3 separate regions of the Sus scrofa genome follow, and all the other regions are linked to region 1. Evidence: chromatin contacts called from public HiChIP or PLAC-seq data. All regions are on one chromosome and are shown on one strand. The core of a region is the stretch at or near the end of the contact, and the rest is flanking DNA. Distances in the headings are between cores, read along the strand shown.

Region 1 (4,271 bases), core at 673-3,172:
TTAGATGGCTTTGCGGCTGCACAGGACACATCCAGGAATAACCAGTGAAAGTCCAAAAAAGACAAATTCAGCTAATTAACAAGGAAGAAAAAACTTTTGAAGAATTAGCTAATGTCTGTGGATGAAGTAAAATCCTACATATCCTCCAATACTGTACTGAATGGGTGATTGCTCAGGACAACCCGTGAGTCTACAATTCTTTTTTTTTTTTGAGACCCTGGCTGCTCTGAGAATTAGGTGAGCCTCCCTTTAGGGTTTCCCAGTGAATAGTTTTCTGTTTACACCGTTGAGAACTATGGCCACGAGAGGGCAGTAGAGAGCCTGCCGGAATACTTGGACGTGTTGAGTCAACTCGCCTGTGCTCTCATCGCGAGCAGGGACTACGCAGATCCTGCGAGCTCGCTGGGGTCTAGCTTGCAAGCCTCTTTCGCAAAGCCAGGCCCAGAGGCTGCGGAGATACCGAGACTCTACATGGCACGGGAGCAATGGTCGGCACTGAGGCATTGCCATCCGACATTCAGACCCCTCTCACTTTGGGTTATTAAAATAAGTTTTACCGCCACCGCTCTGATTCCCTTGCCCTGATTCCCTTGCCAGGCAGGCTCCCTGGGTCCGGATACAGAAAACTTCCCACTGGTCCCTGCCGCCCCCCCCCCACACACACACTTGCCAGATGCCCCCGATCCCTAATAGAGCTGGAAGCTTGAGAGCAGGGCTCATTTTTGCCTTATAAAAATTAGAATGAGTAACAACAACTTCAAACCTCATTTGACAGCTTGTTGGCTTTTTGAGATTCACGAGCAGAAGCAATTTGCCTGCACGTATTCCGAGAACCCCTTCTTAACCTCATCAGCCATGGCCGGTACCTCCCAACGCACCCCTCAAATTAAAGACCAAGAGGGAGGTGTGCAGGATGTGCGCGGGCACAGGTGGTGCTCCAGGAGGGGAAGCCCACGTCCCCACTGCCCTCACCCGCTCTGTCTGCGTCCTGAGCTCCGGCACCGGAGCCCTAGCCAGCTGGGCTTGCCAGGCCTCCACCCGGATCCCAGGCCCCGGGCAGGATTTTTGTTGCCCCCTCGGCCACTTAAGGTGGCCGGTGGATCCGGGCTGAGCCGGGCGCAGGAAAGCAGCGGGGCCGCCTCCCGATGCCCAGCCTCATTCTCCTTTGTTGACAGCTGGCGGAGGAGGAAGTCCGGGCGGGCGGGGTGGGGGCAGGGGCTGGCTGCGGCGGGCGGTGCCAGCGGCGGGCGCGGCCCCAGCCCGGGCAGGCGCGGCCAGCAAGGAAGGGGTTAACGCGCGCGGCCTCTATGATAATGAGCTGCATGGTAATATAGGGAGGCCGGCGCTGTGGGCTCTGCCGCCGCCGCCGCTGCCCGCCGGCCGCCGCCGCCCGCCGGCCGGAGCCTGAGCTGCCGGGCGGAGCGGCGTCCGCGCCAGACTGGAGCTGGAGGGCGGCGGAGCGCAGTTGCTGGGAATTTTTCAGCCGGGAGGCCAGGCGATCCGGAGAGAGAGCCCGCGAGCTCGGGAGCGGCGGGGAACGCGGGCGCCGGAGCGAGCGAAGCAAACCTCGAAATAGATCCGGAGAGCCAGGTTCCCGGAGGAAGTGGGACTGTGAGCGGACCGGGAGCGAGAAGGGAAGGAAGCGCCGCGATTGCTGATGTCAGAGGAGCCCGGAAAGTCGCGCTGGAAAAATCTGAAGACGGCCGGGGCTTTGCTGCTTCCCAAGGAGACACAGCGCCAGCCACCCCCCACGCCCCCTCGGCGCCTCCCGGTTCCCCCCGCGAGCCGGCGACAGCGCCCGGTGGGGCTGCTGCGGGGCGGCAGAGGACTGAGGGGCGCGCGGACCGGAGACCGAGGGGCCACTTCAGGAATACAGATAAGTGGCTGCTGGCTTGACGTGGATTTTAATGAATTTGGACTCCATGTGGGTTTGGTCGTCTCGGTGATCACGAGCTGCTGGCGGCGAGAGGGACCGCACGCCGGCCTCGGCAGCCGGCGGCCAAAGCGGCCGCACCGGGGACGGAAGGACAGACCGACGTCGCCGAGCTGGGTAAGCGGAGCCCGGGGCCGGGCGATCGGCGTCCGCGGCGCCCTCCGCCCGCTCCCCCGAAGCGCGCCCGCCTCCGCGGGTCTCGGCCCCGAGCCCCCGGCTCCGCCGCGGCGGGCGAGTCCCCGCGCGGGGTCGGCCACTTTCCGCGGGCCGGAGCGCGGCGCGCGCGCCTGGGCGGGCGGACTCGCCGCCGCCGCCGCCGCCGCCTCCCGCCCGGGCTTCCCCGCGGGCGCCCCGCTTCCCCGCCGGGCTGCGGGCGGGCGGCGCACCTGCCGGCACCCTGCGGCCCCGGGGGCCTCGGGGGCCCCGGGGGCGGGGGGCTGTCCCACGAGCTGCAGCCGGATGCGGGTCTCGGTGACCCTGCACGAGCGGGAGAGCCCGGGCCACTGTGGCCGGCGCTCGGTGTGGGGGCGTTCACGCTGGTCCAGGAGTCCCCGGAGGCCGCCGACTGTTCCTTCAGAGCCAGGGACTTGGGAATCAAGGGGAAGGTCCCCTTTGCGCAGCTTCCAGAGGCTCCGGGGAGAGATTCCAGGGCAGCGAATGGGACAAGTGCCCCATACCCCCCTCTGCGCTTCCTTCTGGTGAAGCCCCCATCTGCACCATCCCCTGGTTTGAGGTTCCAGAGATGGCTGGGGGCCCAAGGAGGAGCTCGGCCAGGGTCCCAGAAGCTCCTTATTAATCATTTTAGACTCTTTCCCTCCTTGGGCTTCTTGCCCCACCCCAGAAGTGATATGGAGATCTTAGAAAATTCTAGCCCTTTTTAGCCATCCCACAGGTCCCTGGATCCATATGGTAGTCATGGGCTGGCTGACCAAAGAGAGAGTTGTGAGAAAATGCTGTTCCAGGTCCCTGACAACTAGCCACCTGTTCGGCCTGACCCTTGCCCCAGAGGAGCTGCCCACTTCAACTCAGCTCAGAAGGGTAGAGAATGGGGGTGGGGTGGGGGACTTGAGGTTCCATGTCAGTTGCGTCTAGAAACAAGGGCCTCATGAAGTGGTCATGGAAGTCAGCCTGGGTCTCCTGTGGGGATCTAAGAGCCTAGTGTATGCCACTGCATATCCCAGGAGCGGATGTGCAAGGGGCAGAAGACAGGACCCCTTTAAGGCCCTGGTTTGGGGGCCCAGCAGCTCAGAGGAACCCGCAGGAATGTGGGCACCCACTCACGCCCTTCCTTGCTGAGCACAGTGGACAAAGTTCGGGCACAGCAGATGGAGATGGGCAGCTGGGCTGGGCTGGACCTCCTGGGAGCAGGAGCCAGGCTGAGCTCCCGCCTCCCCTCCCCACACAAGAGCAGGCTCCTGTCCTCCTGGGCTTCTTTCCCAGACCTTGAAACTTCACGCTTCCCTCTGGGCAGGCTTTGGATTCTGGGGCCTTCCACAGAGCCACGGGCCTGGAAGAGACAGCTGGGGCTGAGGAATTCAGCTATTCCTGATGGAAATACACAACTTTCGTGCATTCACCTCGAAGGCTGGCAGCCCTCTCCTCTGACCCCCCCCCCACCTGCCGGCACCTTTTGAACTCAATACCTGTGACCTCCCCTCCTTGGCCTGGGGGGTGAGGTGGGTCAGGAGGAAAGTAGGGAGCCAGGGAGACTCAGAAGAGGCTGTCAAGACACCCTAGCAGCGAGGTTGTGTTGCTTTTCCCTTCTTCCACCTGGCATCTCCGCCTTCATCCCAGCGCTCCCTCCTCCCTCCTCCGGGACCTGCCCTCCCTGCCAGTGCTCCCTCAGCCCTCCAGCTGACCCTCTTGGGGACCTGTTCATAAAGGGAGGGCGGGGCAGGCTGCCCTCTCAGCTCCCTCACTGTCCCAGGCAAATTGCATTAGGATGGAGCAAAGTGGCTTGCAATTAAATGGAAGTGACATTTGGAGCCCTGTGCAGTGGAGATGCTGCAGCCGAGGAGCAGCAGGATGGGACGTGGTGGAGTTTGGAAAGGTCCCCTCAGCCCAGGACCTCGAGTCAGGCAAGGGGATCCCATCTGGCCTTTCTGTTGGAATGGATGTAAGAACTGGGATCCCTCATAGGCTGGAGCAGGGCGGGAGGGCTGGTTGGCCTTTCAGGAGTAAACGGTGCTGTCCCATGTGCATCACCCCAAAGAAACCTGTCACTACAAGGTTGGTGGCTCTCCCCTTTCAGAGTGAGCCCCTGTCCCCGAAGTTCCAGGGGACATTGCCCCTCCAACCTCCTGACCATCCAGAGCTGCAGGTGCGGTTGGACGTACAC
Region 2 (4,271 bases), core at 606-3,105, 100 kb after region 1:
CCAACCTGACATTCCTGCTGCCGCCTCCCAAGGGACACCTCAGACGCCTCGGGCCTGGCCGAGTGACAGCAGCAGGCTGAGTCGGCCATAATCTGCTATTTATTTTTAAAACCCAGGAATGTGCCCAGCAGACTAAACAGTCTTGCTCCCCTTGATACAGGCCAAGGCGGCCCTGGGCGCATGTGAGAGGCCCAGGAGGCCGGTATTCCAAGCATCCGTGGAGAGGAAGGGGGGGACCCGAGCCCCGGTCACAGCCCCAAGTCTTTAGGCCCCTGTCCAAGTGCATGTGTGGACACACTGGGCTCTCCTTGGGCTTTGCCGTTTCTGACCTCCCCCAGTAAGGCAACCAAGCCTCAAGCTCGTTGCAGAAGATGGGGCTGTTATTCTCTGAGTAGTGGACACTCCGAGCCCAGTTCTGAAGGCCTGTAGGTGGGTCGGTCATCGGCCCATTTTCTTCTTAGGTATTTGCTAGGTAACAAACCACTTCACAATTGTGGGGCATAAAACCACCACTTCCGTACGATCACAAGCTGTGTGTGTTTGTTCAGTTCTCCGAAGAGGGCTTTTCTCTTCTCTGCAACATCTGGAGCCCCCACTAGATGACATGAGGGGCTTGGGGTGACTAGAACGACGCGGGCTAGAATGATCCGGGTACTTTCTCTCACAGGCCCGGGCAAGTGGGAACCGGCAGGCTGGGTTGGGCTGGGACCGCGGATCAGGGTGCCTCAGACAAGGGCTCTCCCGTTGTCTTGGGCTTCCTCACAGCATGGTGGCCTCCAGATGGTCCGACTTCCAGAGCACGAGAGCTCACAGGGTGCCGGGAGGGAGCGTTCCCGCAAATGAGACAGAAGCGTCACTGCCTTTCTCACAGAGTTCTCCTTTCCACCTGCCTCTTCACTGCCGCACCACCAGCCCCTCAGGCAGTTCTGATGCGTGCCAGGACCACGCTTTGAGAAACGAGGCTCAGGGAAGATAAATGCAAGGTTTCCTGTCTCCCGGGTCTTGAACCACCGAGCGTCAGAGCTGGTCAGGACTTCAGAGATCACCCGTCCTGAGCCCGGATGGGAAGCAGGCGGCCCCCAGGGCATGGAGCGGGCCCGCAGCCGTTATAGCTTGTGGATCACCCACCCCAAGCCCAGAGTCACCAGAACTGATTCCCCTGAACTCTCAGGGGCGTGCCAGTCGCTTTAAAGCTTTGCTGTTGATGGACTGAAGGTTGTGAAGGCCCCATCAAACGCGGCTCTGAAATGCCAGGGGGAACCGCGAGGGAATCCGTCAGGAGTGGGATCGTGCCACCTGGAAGTCGCCCGGATGATGGCGTGTGATTTTTTCAAAAAGGCATCCTGGCAGTCCTACCGTGGCACCGCCGCATCAGCCCACTCAGAAGCCGGTCCTCCTGGGTGACTCGCCTTCACATGCAGGGCACGGGACGTCACGCCCATGGGTGACGGGAAACTGACTTTCTCACCACCTCTGCCTTAAATCATTTCAGGGAGCTAGAGCAAGGAGAACTTTGCCCTGGAGTTCTTAGAAATCAAAATTATCTGGAAAGATCACAAGGCCACCCTTCTCTGAAGGTCTCAAGTGCAGGAGAGGCCACCCTTCTCTGAAGGTCTCAAGTGCAGGAGAGGCACCCCCCGCAGCTCCTTGCGCTGGTTTGAGACTCTGAGCCAGTCGGGAAGCGGGTGGAAAGCCAGAGCGGGCGCCTCTAGCAGAGGCCACCCCAGCAGTGTCCACCGGCTTCTCCAGGGAATGGATTTTGGTGTCCTTGGTCTGGGGGAAGCCCTGTCAACTACAAAGCTGGACCGAAGGCCAAAACTAGGAAGCATTTTCAAAGGGCCTATTGTGGTGTAAGCATGGTCCGTCTCTTACCTGGGGCCAGAGCCGCTGACCTGCCAAGCCCCTAGGCATCTCAAGACTTGGGGAGAGGGAAGAGAAAAACAAATGCGGGGAGCCGTACTTCCAGATGTCCCCTGCTCATTTATTTTGACATCTCAGACTATTATTTTGATTGTGCACGTTTGTTTAGTCCGGGCGATAAGGCTTCCCAGGGCGCAGGCAGAGCGTGCCAAGGTGTATTTTTACAAGGCGGTCGGTCGAAGTCTCTGTAACAGGAGCCCTGCCTGCTGCCTGGACCAGGAGGCCTGGGCTGAGCCGGGGGAGCGGGGGAGGGGGGGAACCCAGGAGGCAGGAGCTGGAGCAGAGCCTGAGGGACTTTGGGGAGAATTACAGAGTTTGCAGATTAGGAAAGTGAGGATAAGCGAGTTTCTGCTGTACTTTTGTTTTCAAATGTGTCACTTTCAATCCAAGCCTTGGCTGCGCATGTGTTTCTGGTTAAGGATGCAGGACCCCAGTGCGGCCCAGGAGCTGCGCGCGCCTTTTCCGCGGGAGGGGCCGAATCCTGCCTCCCGAGGGAGGGGGCACGGGCACTGGCGATCACCCCAAGCCTGGCTTTTAATTTTTCTCTCTTTCCTGCTCCCATTTCCAATGTCAGGGAACAAAGAGGCTGACACAGAGCTAGTTCCCTGGCTGTTGATACTCTCATTGGAGCATTTATTTTTATAAATATTTTCACATGAGGGAAAAAGGAAATGCAAACCCACCCTATTAATCAGACGCTTGGCTTGTTGTATTTAAGAGAGAAAACTCCAGCCTCTTATTTTAAAATCCTTCAGCTTGGAAAGAAATGACTGAACACAATGCCCAGGCTGGGAGAAGCAGTGCCAAAAACCCTCATTTCTCTAAATGGGCAGGGGGGCTGGAGACGCCTCTAATCCTTGGCAAAGGATGCGGTTTCTCTGTCTAGGTAGGATTGCTGAATGCTGACACTCTGACTGCCCAGAATGATGAAGAGATGGGAAATCATTGTACCTCAGTAGCAGAAAGACCCCCCCCCTCGTCTTAAAGATGAGAAAAAACGCTGCCCAGAGAGGGGAGTCACTTCCTAGATCATTCTCTGAATTAACCAGAGAAGCCAGAATTAATCCTTATTAATCTGGTCCAGCCTCATATTCTTTTCCCAACTTGACAACGCTTCACTCAGCCCTGGCAAGATAGAAAGCTGGGTGTGTTAAAAGAGTCTCCATTAACAAAAAAAAAAAAAAAATTAAAAAAAAAAAACCTGAGGGAGTTCCCATCATGGCTCAGTGGTTAACGAATCCGACTAGGAACCATGCGCTTGCGGGTTCGATTCCTGGCCTTGCTCAGTGGGTTAAGGATCCGGGGTTGCCGTGAGCTGTGGTGCAGATTGCAGATGTGGCTCAGACCCCATGTTGCTGTGGCTCTAGCTTAGAATGGCGGCTACAGCTCCAGTTGGATCCCTGGCCTGGGAACCTCCATATGCCGTGGGTGCGGCCCTAGAAAAGACAAAAAATAAATAAATAAATAAATAAAATAAATTAAAAAAACCTGAGCCCGAGGGAGCCCCTGAAGATGTTCCCTGAAGATTAAAATAGGGAGTGATTTGCATATCATTCGCATGCATAGACTCATTCGTTCAACAGACCACCAAGTGTCTGCCGTGTATGATGCATAGAGCCCTCCACTGACAAGTGATTTGCATATGCAGATATGGACAGGGCCGTCTTTCTAAGCAGTATCCCAGTAAAGATCTTATAAATAGCGCTGCCCTGAAGATAGATGCCTCCTTTCTGCTCTTTAGCGCAACAGCAGCTCTTAGTCTGCTTTGCGTCTAGATAAATAAAATACAATCCCTGCCCTCAGGGAGACCACAATCTGGTGGGGAAAGAATGATGCATAGACAAATCAAGCCTAAAGTGGGCAGTGTTACAGCAGAGCCATGCAGGGTGCTTGGTGATCGAATAACTCACGCCAGCCAGCGGAAGCCCTGTCCTTGTCCCTCCATCCTTGGGGCCTCAGAGGACTCACCCTCTGCCTGACACAGCAATCCAGAGCTGGTTGAGCTTCCGAGGTTATCTAGCGAGAAGCAGTCCTTCCTTTTATAGATACGGGCAGGAGTCCTGAGGGGCCAGGAACGCCTGAGACCTTGAGACCAGCGTTTCGACCAAACCAGAGTGTGAAGAAGTAAGACAGTCATGGATGATGGGGCACTTCTTGGTCACCAGGAAGAGCGTAGGCTCTAGAGGCTGCCTGCCTGCCTGCCTGGCTGCCTCAGGTCCAGTCCCGTTTCCACCACTTACTGCTGCGTGACCTTACGCAAGTCGCTTCGCCTCTCCGGGCTTCAGTGTCCGCATCTCTAAAATGGGGATAGTTAGGGCATCTGCTTGAGGATTAAATGAAGTGAATTAACA
Region 3 (4,271 bases), core at 771-3,270, 81 kb after region 1:
TCCCTTGGGTTAGGGGTCAGCTTCTTAACACTTTTAATGGCTCCCCACAGCAGTTAGGATATACTCAGATTTCTGAGCAAGGTCCTGGCATCTGGCCCCCAGGAACAGCTCTGCTCCCCCGGCCCCCTCCCCACGCCGCCTCTGCCACACTCCCACCCAAGGTGCCAGCTGCACCAGGGCGCTTGCCTCAGTACCTGTTCCCAGCCCACACTTCAGCTCTCACCTCGCCAGCAAGCCCATCCCAGATCGGCCCCTTGGGTCAGTTGGGTCCTCGCTGTGGGTGAAGCACTTAGCAGGGCGGCTTTCTACGTGAGTTATTTCTGATCCTTTGAGGCCGTGTGCCCAGGCTCAGGTGTCACAGACTCTGGGATGGGACTACGTGGGTTCGAAACTGTCCATATGCCAGCAGTGTGACCTGGGACGAGTAACTTAACCTCTCTGGGCCTTCCTTTGCTCACCAGCCATATGAGCTACGAGTGATTCCCATCTCAGTGGGGTGGCTGTGGGCCTTTAACCCTTGTCGTGGGGGAGGCGCACAGAAGGGCCCCGCTTGGTAATATTTGTATTTCCCGTGTCATTGTCGTCTGCCCTTCTCTCCCGACTGTGAACTCCTGGGGGCCAAGAAGCACACAGAATTCATCTTTGTATCCCCCCTACAGAGATCCTGCTTCTGCTTCTTCCCGTTGTTTCTTGCAACTTCTCCCAGAAACACAACAGGTTCAAGCCAGAGGGCCACAGAGGCCTCCTGAGTAAATGCTAGTTTTCCTTCTTGGTAAACTGAGGCCCAGAGGCGCTGAAAGCCGGCTCCGATCACACAGCCAGTCGGCAAGGAAACTAGCCGTCAGTGCCGAGCCCTGGGTCTCGCTGAGGCTCTCCTGTGCCGGCACAAGTGCCCTTTCTCTCTGCTCTTTGGAGAACAGATGGCCAGTGTCAGCTCCAGCCTTCTCTTGGCATGTCGCTGGGCCACCCCTTCAGATGGCCCCTCCGCCTCTGCCCTCCCCGCTGATGGGCCTCCGTGGTCCTAAGCCCTTAGGCCCTTCCTAGTGAGATGGGAGTTCCTACCTTCCAGCCAGGGTGCTCATGTGCTTTAAATAGGGAGGCTCGGGCCAGGGTGGGGGCTTGGCCTCACCAGAGCTTCCAGGGACAGAGGAGAGAGGGGGACCAGGTCCAGCAGGCTCAGGCCGGCCCCGATCCTACCCGCTCCTGCACCTCCCCTGCCAGGCACCCAGGCTACATTCAGACTCCTCCCTTCACTGTGGATTGGCCACGATTGGGAAAACGCATTAGACAGGGCACAGAGCAGTTGACGCGTAATTAATAAAGTACAGATTTTGGCTGGAAGCCTCAACTTAAAATAGCAGCATGGCTGTGAGGAGAGCCAGGGCGGGGAGGGAGGCTCGGAAGACGGCCTGTGACCCGACAAGCGCCGAGACCCTTCTCTCTGTGAATAATAGGGTCACTTCTCTCTGAAATGAAGGAGGGAGGAGAAAGATAACAATTGCGTATGTTTTTTATTAAAAAGGGTGACACTGAGGCTCAGAAACATGAAACGTCTTGCCCCAGGACATGTTGTGCCAGCACTGAGCCAGAGACCCGAGCCTGGCCAGCCCTGTGACTCGCAGGTGGCAGGAGCCCGCCTGCGGTGTCTCTGGACCACTGTCTGGCGAGGGTGCACCTTCCAGGGCTGCTTTTAATTTGAGAGATGTTTTCATGGCATCTGGAGACAGCCTGTTCCCTCGCCGAGTCTCCAGAGAGGCTGCAGGGAGCTTCACATCTTCTTTGAAGAAGCAAAAAAAAAGCAAAAAAAACCCACCTTTTCTTCTGCCAGCAGGTTGAGAGAGCCCTTTGCTGCCGTTAACCAGCCATGTGGTGTGAGGGGAGAGGTGAGGAGGGGGCTCGAGGCCGCGGAAGGAAAGGGGAGAACAGGCTTCTGTGGTTAATTCAAATGCCTGGCCCCGGGGGCTTTCCCTGCTGAAGCTGGAGCCCTGCTGCTCTCTGCCAGCCGGTCCCAAACTGGCGTTCAGCACAGTGCAAATCTAGCCCAACTAATCAACCCTGCCAGGGCAGCATCACCTCGAGCCTGCCCATGGCTAAGAAACGACCCGAGGCAGACCTGAAAGAGGAGGAGGAGCGCCATCCCCAGAGGGAGGAGGCCACGGTGGAAGTTCCAGAATCTTCGAAATGAAATCATAGAGCCGAACCTTGACCCCCCAAAAGAACGTGAGGCAGGCAGGAAGCCCCACTGCCGTCTCTTCACTTGGAATACTTTCCTCTCGAAGAGTCAGAGATGAACTTGATCTTCCTGTTTCAAGAGCAGTGAGTGCGTGGGGGCGTGTGAGCGTCCATGAGATCATGAGGCCCGCAGGCCCTCGGGGAGCATGGTTAGTCCAGGAATCCTGTGGCATAAGGAAAGCCCCCCTGGCCTCTACGGCCTGATTCGCGTCGCATTCGTTCTCTATCCCGAAGCATAAGCACTGTCCTTGGCACACGGGTGGTCTTCGGAAATGCGCGTAGTCAGAGCTTCGCTCCACACCTCCCCGAGCCTCCGTGTACCCGTCTCTAGGATGAGGATAAAGAGGCCTCCCTTTCCCCAGGCTGTTGAGTGGATTGAAAGAGAAGCTGCTTTGAGTCCAGAAGCCCGACAGCAGCAGTGCGGTGATTTCAGGCCGCCGGTTCTCCAGGTTCCCCATTCTTCCCTCCCAGGCCTGGGTCAGCGCCAGCTTGATGGATCTGACACTCAGAGAGACACAGGGCGTTTCTGCCCCCTCCCTCCAGGCTCTCACGCCGGCACCCTTTGTTCTCAGAGATCCCGAACTTGAACCCAGAACCTTATACGGCTACATCTTCCCAGGGGGACATAGGTCAGAGAGTCAGAGCTGGGGGCCCAGCCATCAGCCAGGTTCCCAGCTCTAACTCTTTCTGCTTCTAGGAGGTTTTGTGCCAACGAAGGCGAGACGGGGCAGGGAAGACATGCGCCAGCTCTGGTGCCTCAGGAGTGAGGGGGCGGCTGGCGGAGAGGCAGCTTGGGTTTCGCTGGCATTCCAGCGCGGCCTTGGCTGTGCAGCTGAGTCGGAGCTGAGGAGCCTCAGCGCCGACTGTGGGCAAACCTGAAATAGCCCATCTGGAACCCATCCACGGCCAGCCTCCCTCCCTCCCCCACGCCCTGTGCTCAATGGAGGGGCCTCTGGGGGAAGCAGGGCCGGGGCCTTAACCAGCAGGTCGGGCCATCCCCCAGGTGCCAGCACACAGGCCATGCTGCTCCCTCCCAGCTCAGAAGGCACAGGTCCCCCGCACAGCAGCCTGGACCTCCCGAACCAGAGGGAGCTAACCTCAAGGCTGGGAGGAGCGCTGCCGAGAGGAGAAGGCGCCTCAGAGTTTGGGCCATCCTGAGCTTCTCCCAGGGACAGGTCCATGTCAGAAGAAGTCCGAGAGGGCATCAAGGGAGCACTGGGCTCTCAGCATCCTCACAGCCCTTGGCTGCCACGGTCCAAAGCTCCTCAGGTGTCTGGCGTCCCCAGTTTCTCACCCCCCCACATCCTCAGTGCCCAAACTCTCACAGGAAGGCTCCCAGGGCTGGAAGGCACGGCCTTCTGCAGCGACCAGGGGCAGCCAGCCGACAGCCTGGCACTTCCTCCTCTGCTCTGTCCAGGGGGTTTGCTGGGGACCTTGAGGGCGTCATTGGCTTTCTGAGGGGCTCAGTTTCTTCTTTTCTAATAGGACACGTGCCCTGGCAGGAGGGTCATGAGGGTCCTAGAGGAAAACGCAGTGATGGAGACGGAGCACGAAGGCCAGGGCCCGTGCATGCTCCCGCAGAGCAGATGACGATGCAGAGCGGGCACCACTTCCGCTGGGACAGGGCCCCAGGCGCCGTCCTCCGCCTCTCTGAGACGTTCTCCCAAAGCCTGAAGGAGAGGGATTTAGTTCCTCATTTTCTCGGCATCTTCCCTACCCCCCGGCTCAGTGGGAGTCACGGCCACCTTGTCGCCTCCGTATTGGATTAACCTCTGCTCATCACCCGTCGGGCACATGGGGTCTCCCCGGTCCTGCAGGCAGACACGCACCCCCTTCCCCATGAGCAGGAAGGAGACCCCCCACCCCACCCCGGAATACCCTCGGCCTGGTGGGCTTGGAACTAGTGCCCACCGCAGGGAGGCTCCCGAAAGCTGAGGAACGTTCTCTCTTTGCTGGAGAAGCTGGCAGGGGTCAGAGGCAGCCCAGGCCACCTGGAGGAGCCAGGCCCCTTTTGCCCAGCGCCAGGCTCATTTCACAAC

Evidence for each region. HiChIP or PLAC-seq counts read pairs in DNA pulled down with a chosen protein or histone mark.
Region 2: a contact with region 1 is called in an H3K27ac HiChIP or PLAC-seq map of skeletal muscle. The contact joins the enhancer-like site here to the promoter of PLXNA2 in region 1. A contact is called at or near these places in 2 of 5 promoter capture datasets (fetal liver and liver), 19 of 47 Hi-C or Micro-C datasets (alveolar macrophages, embryonic fibroblasts, fetal liver and 9 more) and 2 of 2 datasets of contacts at active chromatin or transcription factors (alveolar macrophages and skeletal muscle).
Region 3: an H3K27ac HiChIP or PLAC-seq map of skeletal muscle shows a contact between it and region 1. The contact joins the enhancer-like site here to the promoter of PLXNA2 in region 1. A contact is called at or near these places in 7 of 47 Hi-C or Micro-C datasets (embryonic fibroblasts, epiblast stem cells, fetal heart ventricle and 2 more) and 2 of 2 datasets of contacts at active chromatin or transcription factors (alveolar macrophages and skeletal muscle).

Annotation. Positions count from the first base shown.
Region 1 is chr9:134,582,838-134,587,108 of Sscrofa11.1, forward strand. PLXNA2 (plexin-A2) reads left to right here and starts at 1,923. Exons shown (of 35, transcript XM_021063894.1): 1 at 1,923-2,050.
Region 2 is chr9:134,687,471-134,691,741 of Sscrofa11.1, forward strand. The region is part of intron 7 of PLXNA2 (plexin-A2); the gene reads left to right. Among named protein-coding and RNA genes, the nearest start is that of PLXNA2, 100 kb to the left of the region's middle. Within about 2 kb of position 1,856, at least 4 of the 83 cell types and tissues checked have an H3K27ac peak or open chromatin away from gene starts, as enhancers often do.
Region 3 is chr9:134,663,776-134,668,046 of Sscrofa11.1, forward strand. All of the region lies in intron 6 of PLXNA2 (plexin-A2), which reads left to right. Among named protein-coding and RNA genes, the nearest start is that of PLXNA2, 81 kb to the left of the region's middle. Within about 2 kb of position 2,021, at least 27 of the 83 cell types and tissues checked have an H3K27ac peak or open chromatin away from gene starts, as enhancers often do. A contact at or near this core is called in embryonic fibroblasts and skeletal muscle, where this site is marked.